Linked DNA regions of Gossypium hirsutum: region 1 is linked to region 2. A link is a contact called in public Hi-C data. All regions are on one chromosome and are shown on one strand. Each heading gives the region's core, a stretch centred on a gene start, on an enhancer-like site or on the middle of the called end of the contact. The rest is flanking DNA. Distances are from core to core; before and after follow the strand shown. Region 1 holds the start of LOC107914356. Region 2 holds the start of LOC121202963 (methylmalonate-semialdehyde dehydrogenase [acylating], mitochondrial).

The links. A called contact is a pair of places that touch in the nucleus more often than the background predicts.
Region 1: a contact with region 2 is called in a Hi-C map of leaf, with 1.4 times the contacts expected there. The contact joins the promoter of LOC107914356 here to the promoter of LOC121202963 in region 2. A contact is called at or near these places in 4 of 34 Hi-C or Micro-C datasets (hypocotyl, leaf and petal).

The regions. Positions count from the first base shown.
Region 1 is chrD10:13,948,881-13,954,520 of Gossypium_hirsutum_v2.1, reverse strand. It overlaps LOC107914356, which reads left to right and starts at 3,250. Exons shown (of 2, transcript XM_016843255.2): 1 at 3,250-4,400; 2 at 4,960-5,640. The coding sequence starts at 3,995. The coding sequence ends at 4,982. It overlaps LOC107916004 (putative peroxisomal acyl-coenzyme A oxidase 1.2), which reads left to right. Exons shown (of 6, transcript XM_016845173.2): 1 at 1-428; 2 at 628-806; 3 at 1,085-1,172; 4 at 1,246-1,408; 5 at 1,842-2,025; 6 at 2,271-2,476. The coding sequence starts at 666. The coding sequence ends at 2,426.
Region 2 is chrD10:13,814,806-13,819,690 of Gossypium_hirsutum_v2.1, reverse strand. LOC121202963 (methylmalonate-semialdehyde dehydrogenase [acylating], mitochondrial) reads right to left here and starts at 2,687. Exons shown (of 22, transcript XM_041103160.1): 1 at 2,420-2,687; 2 at 2,127-2,198; 3 at 753-1,311; 4 at 293-387; 5 at 91-165; 6 at 1-8. The coding sequence starts at 1,287.

The sequences.
Region 1 (5,640 bases), core at 2,001-4,500, 130 kb before region 2:
TTTCTTATACTCTAAAGCTTTAATTTAGATTTTCCGTTGGCTTTTACTTTCATTTCTGGTGTTCACAAGTCTTTCTACTACGATGCTATTGCATCAGTATAACATATACTTTGTTGTAGAAAGCATGTCTTATCTGCATTATTATGGTTTTTGACAAGTGATACTTTAAAAAAACTCAAGGAAAGAGGAGTAGTGGTACAATTTGTGATTGGTCGAAGGTATTCCATAATCTTTAATCCTTACTTCATTCATGTTTTTTTATATGGATTATCGATTCTCTTCTTTGCTCAGTTTCATTCCTTTGCTATTATGCAACTGGTGGGAACTAATGGGATTAACTACTTGAAATTGGTAGTGCTAATCGAGGAGATAGCTTGGATCGCCATATTGATAAGGAAAATAGTAAGACGAAGGATTTCTTTATAATTGTAAGTGGTAGCATTTGAATATGATTGCAAATTTGATTTTTGAACTTTTTCTTTGAGGCCTAGATATCCTGCATGATAGTAAGACTTTATCAGAAGGTTTCTTTAATTGGCAAGACATTGGTTTGGATTCTTCTCTTGATTTGGGGCTTTTTTTTTGGTAAGTTTAATTTTTTATTTTGGTTTTTATTATTTTTTTTAGGTTTGAAGTTCAATAGCATTTCGTGTTTGTAACGAAAAATGTGTATAGAAATCATTGGATGCTATGCACAAACTGAACTTGGTCATGGCTCCAATGTCCAAAGGCTTGAAACTACAGCAACATTTGATCCTCAGACTGACGAATTTGTCATTCATAGCCCCACATTGACTTCAAGAAAAGTGAGTAAAATAGTTAACAATCCTTTGATCAATTCTGTCTTTGATATCGATCATTTATACTTTGTAGTAAGCAATATATCCTGAGAACTGCTTCAATAATCATTCTCCGTATTTTTCTTCTTTGGCTCAGACATCCTCAAGTGTATCCTCTCTCCTTTTTTTTCTTGTGTACAATGCGTAGTTTTCTTATGCGTACTTTGTATACTTCATGACTTGTTGTAATCTTATAGTGATCTCCTTGTATTTTATTCACTTAGCTTGGTTTTTGCTATTTATAGCGGTGGCCTGGTGGACTGGGTAAAGTATCCACGCATGCTGTGGTTTATGCTCGTCTTAGAACAGATGGACAAGATTATGGAGTGCATGGTAAGTTCCTAATTCATGAACTTATTTCTTTAGCTGGTATTGCAGATATTAATTCAGATACTTTCTTTTTCAGGTTTTATTGTCCAGCTGCGTAGTCTGGATGACCACTCTCCTCTTCCAGGCATGACAGTTGGTGATATTGGAATGAAATTTGGAAGTGGGGCATATAACAGCATGGACAATGGTCTTCTAAGATTTGATCATGTGCGCATCCCGAGGAACAAAATGCTAATGCAGTTTGTTCTATAACCATTCCTCTCTCTGTATTTGTCTATTTGCCTGCTGCTTTCTCTGAAGGCCAATATTTTTTCTCTCGTTTGATGTTTATCTGTCTGCCCACCTTGTAGAGGAATAAAAGTGTAGCCATGGTGGGAAGTATCTTTTGAAAAGTCTTTACTGGATAGTTCCTGTAATGAGCAGTTTTTTCTTGACTGAAGTTGCAAGGCTGCAAAATTTTCTGCAACGTCTGTTAATAATAGAGAGGTTTTAGAGTGCTTATAAACCTAAAATTTATAAAAGTATCTTTCGTCAATTGAAGAAAAAGACCAACAAGGAAGCCACAAAAGTGATAACCTAGGCTGAAGTGCATCTCCTATAGTGTGATTTTCACGCAAAAACAAGATGACTGTTCTGATGTTTGCTTCTTTATTTCCTCGCCAAATGTTTCAGTCTTTCCCAGGTTACAAAAGAAGGGAAATATGTACAATCTAATGTTCCCCGTCAGCAGGTTTATGGTACTATGGTCTATGTCCGACAAATAATTGTATCCGAAGCTTCTTGTGCTTTGTCAAGGGAAGTTTGTATTTCAACAAGGTACAGTGTTGTTCGTAGACAATTTGGTACAGAGACCCAGGTACTCCTTTCTTTTGGACTGCATACACTGATACACCTATACAAATTATTTCCAGTACAGATTGTTGTACACAACAGCCTTTTATTTTATAATCACTTCTAATGGCTTGTTCTTTCTCATAGAAACTGCCAAAGACTTTTGTTGAAAAGTATTGGTTGCTACTGCTGTTGATGTTTAAAACTAATTTTTACATGTCCCAAAGGCTGATGCATCTAATGCTTTTACATTTATTTAATTTGTTTCAGGTGATTAACTATAAAACTAAGCAAAGTAAACTCTTTCCTTTGCTTGCCTCTGCCTATGCTTTCAGATTTGTTGGTGAATGGATGAAATGGCTATACACTGATGTGAGCAAAAGATTGCAAGCTAATGACTCATATATAAATGTAAAAATTTTATAACATATAGATTATGACATATAAACTAATGAAATCATGTAACTTTTTGTTAATATATGAATATTATCTTTGAATGTGAAATATAATTATCAAGTTATTTATTACTTCTAATATTTTGTTTTTTATTGTAGAATAATTAAATTATTTGTTTCACTAATGATATTTTAGCATATTAAATATGTATTGCAGTTTAAAAATAATAAAGTAGATTATATATTATTTTTATATTATTATATATTATGATTTTTTAATTCATATAATAATTATATTAAGAATTTTATTAAATTATATTTAATAATAATTATGTTGAAATATAGTTAAATTATTTATTATTTTTAATAATAATCTTATTAAAATTTAATAACAATAACAATAACAATAATTATCTATCTAAAAAAATTTTGTTAAAAAAATTCTAGTTATGTTAATTTTTTTCTTTATGCTATTATAATATCATTCTATTCAACAAAACACAAAAATATTATTATATTTCTATTTCATTTAATTCAACAAAACAATTGAATTTTTGATTTACAACTCTATTTCATTATAGTAAATTTAAAGTACCTGGTCTAGCTAATTTACACGTGTCGAGCTAGAACACGTATGGGCGCATTGATTGGACTTTGCAATGCACACGTAAGCATAACTGGATGGTTGTCAGTTCACTTGTCTCCGAACCAAAGGTTAATCAATATATTAACAAAATATCTATATTTAAATAAAATAATCCTTTAATCATTTACTTAGACCGTTGCATCTGAACCGTCTGATGTTGTTTGATTGAAAAACCCCCTCTATAAATGGTTGAGGAAGACGATCATAACCACTTTGATTCTCACAGTAGAGAGAGAAACTAAAGGAAAAAACAAAAATGGAGATGAGTGAGAGATAGAAAATTGTAGTCTTCTCAATTTTCCCTTTAATCTTTTATTGATTAAGTTTCTTTCTCTCTATCTCTAGTCTCCAGTGTGTTGAATTTTACCTGTAATTTTTTTTTTCATTGATTAAAGCTTGGGTTTTCCTTTTTCCTTCGGTGAAACGTTTGGTTTTGTTCATTTTCGTGACGCTTTTTTTCCCCGATTCTTGCTTCGGCAGTAATAGCGTTGGCAATCACCTTTTAATTCCTTTGCCGATCCCGGATAATCCCGACTTTGAGTCATATTTTCCAATCGAATCGCCGACTCTAAGAAGTTTGAGCTTTCCGGCTCGAAGCTGAAGTTGTAAAATTTGGAAATATTTTGAGCTTTTCTGTTTGTTGACTTCGGTTGAACTTTGTGGACTAGAGAAAAGGGTCATAAAACTGTAGACCCAAAAAGAAATCCTTTTGGTTGGATCATAAACTTGTTTGGGTTTTGATTATTTTTAAGGAAAAAAATCTATACAGAAGACAGTTTGCCTGAGTTCAGTTTACAAGCTTTTGATTTTAATTATGATTCAAAATTTTTTTTGGATTCAATTAATATCTTTCCTGATTTTCATCTTGCCCTTCTAATTATCAAACTCGATTGGTAATTTCCTAATGTCGTGGTTTATGAAGTTTTAAAGCATTTTTCATTAAAGAAAAAGAAATGGCAGTTTCCTTTTCTAGTTTTCCGTGGAGGTTTTGGAGTATTGGAAGTAAAGATAAACAGCTTGTTTCAAATGGGTCTTCTTTGAATTCTTCATCTTCTGAAACTGTAATATTCCAAACAAAAATAACCCCATCAAAGGGAAAGGGAAAGTGGCAAGGTGGTGAAAAGACAAGAGTGGTTCAATCAGATGGTGTGTGTTTATCTGGATATGAATCTGATGGTCCAGAATGGTCCATTGGATGGGAAGAACCCCATGGTCCTGGTTTTCAAAGTGATAATGAAGATGATGGTGGATTTGTTGTGTTGGTTCCCTGTTACAAACCTGGTTGCAAACAACTTGTAGAGGGCCCTAATAGCCAGCTCTTGAGTGCAATCAAGAACCTCTCTAATGGCTGCTCTTCTGGTAAGACCTTCCCCTATCCCTATCTTAATTTACTCGTTTTTTTTTTTTTAAATATTATGTTAGGTTAAAAAGATGTTTTATCTATCTTGGTCAAGAAGTTAAGATTGTTCTTCATTCCTTTCAATGCCTGATTATAAACTTTTTCTGTTTCTACTTAATGGAACTATCAATGTTATGTACTTGGGGTGTTAGAGGATCATAATCCGTACCTGTGTATGATTATGTGTCAGACTTGGGTTCTTAAAGAAAAATGATGATTCAGAGCAATATATTGCACAAAATCCCTGCAGCATGCTACATTCAATTTAGGAAAAGGTTCTAATGGAACATACATTTCAATGAAAACTACAACTTTACGTTTGCGCTTGTTAACTTAACATGGTGCATTGAACTTGATGAGCTTTGAGCTCAACCTCTAGTGGTCAAGTGACTATATGTTAGACTGTAGTTTAGTTCCTTTTAATATAATGAAATGAGTAATGAAATGTTAAACTTCTATTGCATCCTTATCTTTTCTTTTCTTTTTTATTTTTTTATTTTTGCCTTTCTTTCGTGGCAGATCCCTCTTTGGGTGGGTTTTAGGGTCGGGTGCCTGAGTCGAGAGGCATTGCAGAGAAAGTAATTGGTAGATAATCATTGATGCAACTTGTCCAAATGTCTCTGCAGACTTAGCGGGATCAGTTTCCAGGGAGAACTTTGATTGCCCAATTTGTTGCAATCTTCTCCTTGAATGACCAGTCATGGTTTTAAGCAGCTTTTGGTGTTGGACTCTTAGCTTGAATTCCAAAGAATCTCGAGTTCCCAATGCTCGATTTATTACAATATGGCTCAGCTTGCATATACATATATTGCATTCAATCACAATTTAGAATATACTGTTTGGACTTGTCATCGTTAACTCTCTTTAATTCAAAGATGGATGAGTGGGTGTTTCTGAGGTTTATAGAGATGTTTGTAGATGCTGCATCGGATGTTTTACAGGAGCAGAAGATTTCATCATGCATACTAAACATTCTGTTTGCATCTTGGTTAAAAATATGCAGAGGGAAGCAACTCTGTACAGCAGTGGTTTTCTTCTCTGGAGAACTTCTGAAAGCGTACTGAGCGACTGTAAATGAAATCTTCGGCGGTACTGTTGAAGTAATAATGTAAGAAAATGTGTGAAGGGAATCTGCTAGTGCATCCGGTGGAATGCAGGGAAGATGAAGGTGAATGAACAATGAAGATGTGCATAGAGGAT
Region 2 (4,885 bases), core at 1,438-3,937:
TGTGTTGCCTAATTAAAACGTCTTCGATATAAAAAAATGCATCAAAAAGGGTGAGAAAGAGCAAATCACAAAGTTAGGTCATCCACTTACAGGGTTTATTATGTCAATGACCATGGACCCTAGTGAATCCACAAATTTCCCTCCAATAAAATTAGGAACTTTTACCTGTAGACAGATAGCAGAACAATCATAGAGGACAGATATGAGCACATCACCACACATAGAAACACAAATGTACAAATGCTAAAATATACAGAGAACAAGAAATCAAAAAAGTCACATCAAAACTCACCAGTTGGTTGTTTTGCTTTAACAACTCTCCAGTGGAACTGCTATTAGAGTTTACAGGAACGGATCTGTTAGGCCTCCATGATTTAAAATTTTTCTCTGCAAGAAAACACTCATACTATGAAGAAAAATCTCAAGAAATGAAATGTACACTCATTTTCAGAAGTATATTCTCTGAGGGGGGAGCAGAAATAGATTTATCATTTAAAACCCTACTAATCCCTATGGAATGAAATTTATGATAGGACATGCTCCCACCTAGGGTAAGCTGCAGTTTATAATAGATTTATAATAGCTGGGTCAATATTGATTGCAAACCTGCCTGGTAATATCTGACATTTGGATGATAAATTGCAAAGCAATCAATACCAACCAGCTATGAACAAACAGAATTCGAGAGGCCAGGTTAAAGTAAAATCTCTACTTTAAATACAAAAAAGTAAAAATAACAATGGGAGACTAACCTGATAAATTTCCTTGACGAATCTTGGCTTTAAGGTTGTACAAATGCCTTGGAGTTGACTGCAACTCTGGATTAGTTTGTTTCAGAGCCTTGAGCACTTGGCGTGGTTTTATACCAGCTTCAGTCATTAATTTGATTTGCCTAATTTCTTCCTCGGTAAAACGACGACTATAAGGATGCTCTGACATATCTTTTAAAGGCTCATGGTTATGCTCCCCATTTTTAATGGTGAGAACCCAGGAATCATCTTCCTTTTTTCCTATAGCCTCAAAAGGACAGTTTATAAGTCTTGAGCATGCTTTCCTTTTGCGTTTACTTTCATCAATCTTACGCCTATTGCGATAAATGCCTCCTCTGTCACATCCAAGGATGACTCTTCTGTCTTTCCTTGACTTCTTAATAGTCACTACATATCCTTGGCTAGCCCCAAAGTCCCGCACATGTTTAATGAGCTCCTCACGATCTTGAAATATTCCAGGAGGTGGAGGAAGCATCTTTTTCTGTCCACTAAAAGCCGCCTGACTTTGAGTGTCCATGCCCAGTGGCAGGAAGGAAAACCCCTGAAAAACAGTTAAAGCAAAAGGTCAAGAATTTAGGTGGCAAGTAGTGCACGAAAACACAGAAGCTATCAAGGCTCTTTAAATTTCTTTTTATGAAAGATAAGAATACAGAGTTCCTTTTCCCTTCTTTGCTTCAACTATGTGGTAACAGGAAAACTTCGGTATCCACCTTTCTGTCCAATCTTACCACCTGGTTAAGACTTTTGGCCAATCTATTCATATTGAATCCAATAGTACATATAAGTACTTCAAAACATGCATAATACAATAAGATGTTCATTTGACGTAGCAGCAACAACAAAGTCCAACCTTTAAAAATTTATGTTCCAGACATCAGAGCTAGCACGAAACTTTAGGAGGGAGGGAAATTCCTTTGAAAAGCCAATTTTATACGTTTTCAGCTCAAATATTTGGCAATGAAATATCACAAGGTGAAATGAGTTCTGCCATTTCACTTGTCCAATACACTATGCCCCATAACTCAGTGCATAGAGTATATTTCCACTGATGGAAACATGTATCAAGATTATTCTTTTTCTCTGACAGGGAGCTAAAACAATTGTAGCATAACAATCATATCACACTTGACAGATTTTCCTTTGTGTTGTAAAATCTAAATTCGTAAACCTTTCACAAACTCTACCATTAAGAAAAGTAACAGTCTAAATATTCACTCTAAATCACACATTAACATGGGGGAAAACAAAGACCAAAATGTTTAAGTTACCAACACAGGAAGCAAATATCTTAATCCAAGATGGGAATTCAATTAACAAAAAGAAATATAAACAAATTTACAATGCAAAGTAACTTACTTGTCGAAAATATCACTGTGGGAATTGTATTCACGGAAGTAAAAGATTGCACCTTGTAAACCCTCTCAAAATCTAGAACAAGTAAATTGAGTAGGTTATATTTAAAAAAAAAGAAGAAGAAGAAGCAAAATTAAAGAATTATTAGAGAAGTATGAGGAGAATGATCTGATTAATAAAGAAAAGTAATATAAACACACACAAACAATAAAAAGAAAAAAAAAGAGATGAACAATGAAAAAAATGCAGCAACCCAGTGCCTGGAGAAGTTATTAGAACACTAAAAATGAGCTTACATTTTTATTTGTTCTATTTTCTGAAAGAGGATAATAAGGAACCCAATAATCTGAGAGAAAGTGTGGGAAAGTGGGAAAATTTGAAGGTTTCGGCCTTTTAGATTGGGGCTGTGAGAGAGGTAAATATGGGGAACGCCTGTCCTCCTATACTAGGCTACTAGCTCCCCCAAGTCCGAACCAGTGTTCCTGGACTTTCACGAATTTGGTTTTCACGCGCACTTTCAGCGTCTGGGGTTTGAACGGTTCTGATCTTAGCAGAGTATGAATTATCATTAAACCCTCCTTGGGTCGGACCGGGTACTATAACGCTCGGGCCTAGCTTAAGCACTGTATTAAAAGGTTTTGGTAAAAGTACAAGGAAAGCCCCTGTACATAGGGATGGATTGCATTTCGGCCCCTCTATTAAGAAATGGGCAAATTAGCTCTTATACATTTTAAAAGTGCAAATTAGTCCCTCCGGTAAATTTTAAGTTAAATGATTATGTGGAATGTTAATTTAAATGGTCAATTAATAATTAGTCTTTGAAATATAGCTAAAATATCATTTTGATTTTTTTAATTTTTTCTTCTTAAAAATAAATATAAATTATTAAAAATCATGTTCAAATATTTTTGAAAAATAAAAATTATAAATAAAATTTTCTAAAATTTCAAAATATAAGTAAAAAATTCTAAAATTTTTCTTCAAAATATTTAAAAATTTTATCAAACTTTTGAGTCAAAACCTAGAAAAAAAATAAGAAAACTAAGGAAGCCCGAGCTAGATTATTAATCATCTCAGTTGGAATTTCCACCAAGATGATGTCTATATGCTGACCTTTTCTCGCTGACACGTATAAATTTGTAAAGGTAAAGACTACTGACTGCTCAAGCTAGAGAAGCTATAGGACTGGAATTTATCTTTTGCAGCCTATACCTCCCTTGTCTAAAAGCTTAGCTTCTTCTTGATTTGATAGGCTTCCCTCTAAGGTCCCTCCATTTTCCCATTTTATAATGGGGGGCTCAAGCCCCAACCTCCTGCCTTACACAATACCGACATCAGCCGTCTCAAAGCTTCAGGCTTACCTGCAATCAATGATTAGTTGAAGTGAAAAAGCTTTGTCTCCCTCTTTACCGAAATAACTTGTTCGAAAAGAGCTTACCCAAATCGAACATTATTCCCTTGTTTGCAGGGAGCTAGGACAAACTATTGAATCGACCATAGCGGAACGCTTCTTCAGTCATTTAATCACATGAAAATTCAGTTATATTTTGTTGCTTCCAAAGCTTCTTATTGGCGGACAGATAGATTACTTTCGTCAATGACACTATAGGCAAAGGATAAGTCTGATCTCAAAGAAAAACAAAAAAGAGGTAACCCAGGCTTTTTCCTCTTTTCCTCTTAGTCACCTTTCCTAACAGTGCTTTATCCCCCTAAGAAGTGGGATATTCGTCCTCTCAAGTGCCAAAGTCTTTCATTTATATACGAAAAAAATAAATTATCGATTAATAAACAAATAACAATGTTTACACGACATAAAGATCAAAATAGATCTCTTCTCGAAAAGGTAAGCCTTCTAAGTTGGTTCATCCCACTTCTATAGATTAGTGAACAGGCGAACCACAAGCCTACACTTGATCTAAAGCAATGATCCGAGCTATCCTATAGATCTGGAGTGAAAAAAAAGAGTAGAGAGAAAGAAAACTGAAGCTATCTCCTATAACAATGAAAGTTGGAGTAGCAGGATTTGCATATATACCAGTGTATGTGAGAGCAAGATTGAATTCTTTCTTTATTGAATTATTCACACATATAAAAGGGCTACTGGCTAGCTATACCAGGAGTCTTAGTATTCGGATAATTGATTTGGGTAATCCACGACTACAGACAGGACCAAGTCAAAGACCTATTCTATATGAGCTAGGTAGCCAATGAAATGAACTACCCATTGAGAGAGTTTAAATCGATGTCACTTGCCAGCATGTAGCTAAGAGTAGCTTTTCTACCACACCTCCAAAAGTGGGTATAACCTTATTAAAAGCTGGGGCTTTAGCCGCTAGCAGCAACTTTTGTCCCGAAATACAATCTCAATTCCAATATTTCTTTCGAAGCTCACCTTCCGGACACCAGTAAAGAAAGGTCAGTTCAGCGCGTAAAGCAAACCGAACCAAAAGAAGAAAGACTTTTTGGAAAGTTAGTCGCCTCTATCACATCACCAAAATCGCTTGCAATTACATCTAATGAAATAGCTCAAACTGCTGATTCTTGGGAAATGATTCTTTTCAGTTCCCAATTCACGACTCTAGCTGGTATCACTTCCCTACCTCTTTGTGGAGATAGGAATGAAAGACTCAAAGTAGAGGAAATATGGAACTCAAACTCCAACATCTCTTATAGGGGTAAAACATAAGTACATCCAATGTTCTCCGTTGGCGGCATGGCACCACTTGAAATTGCGTATAAGGAGGCCACCATACCTACCTGTT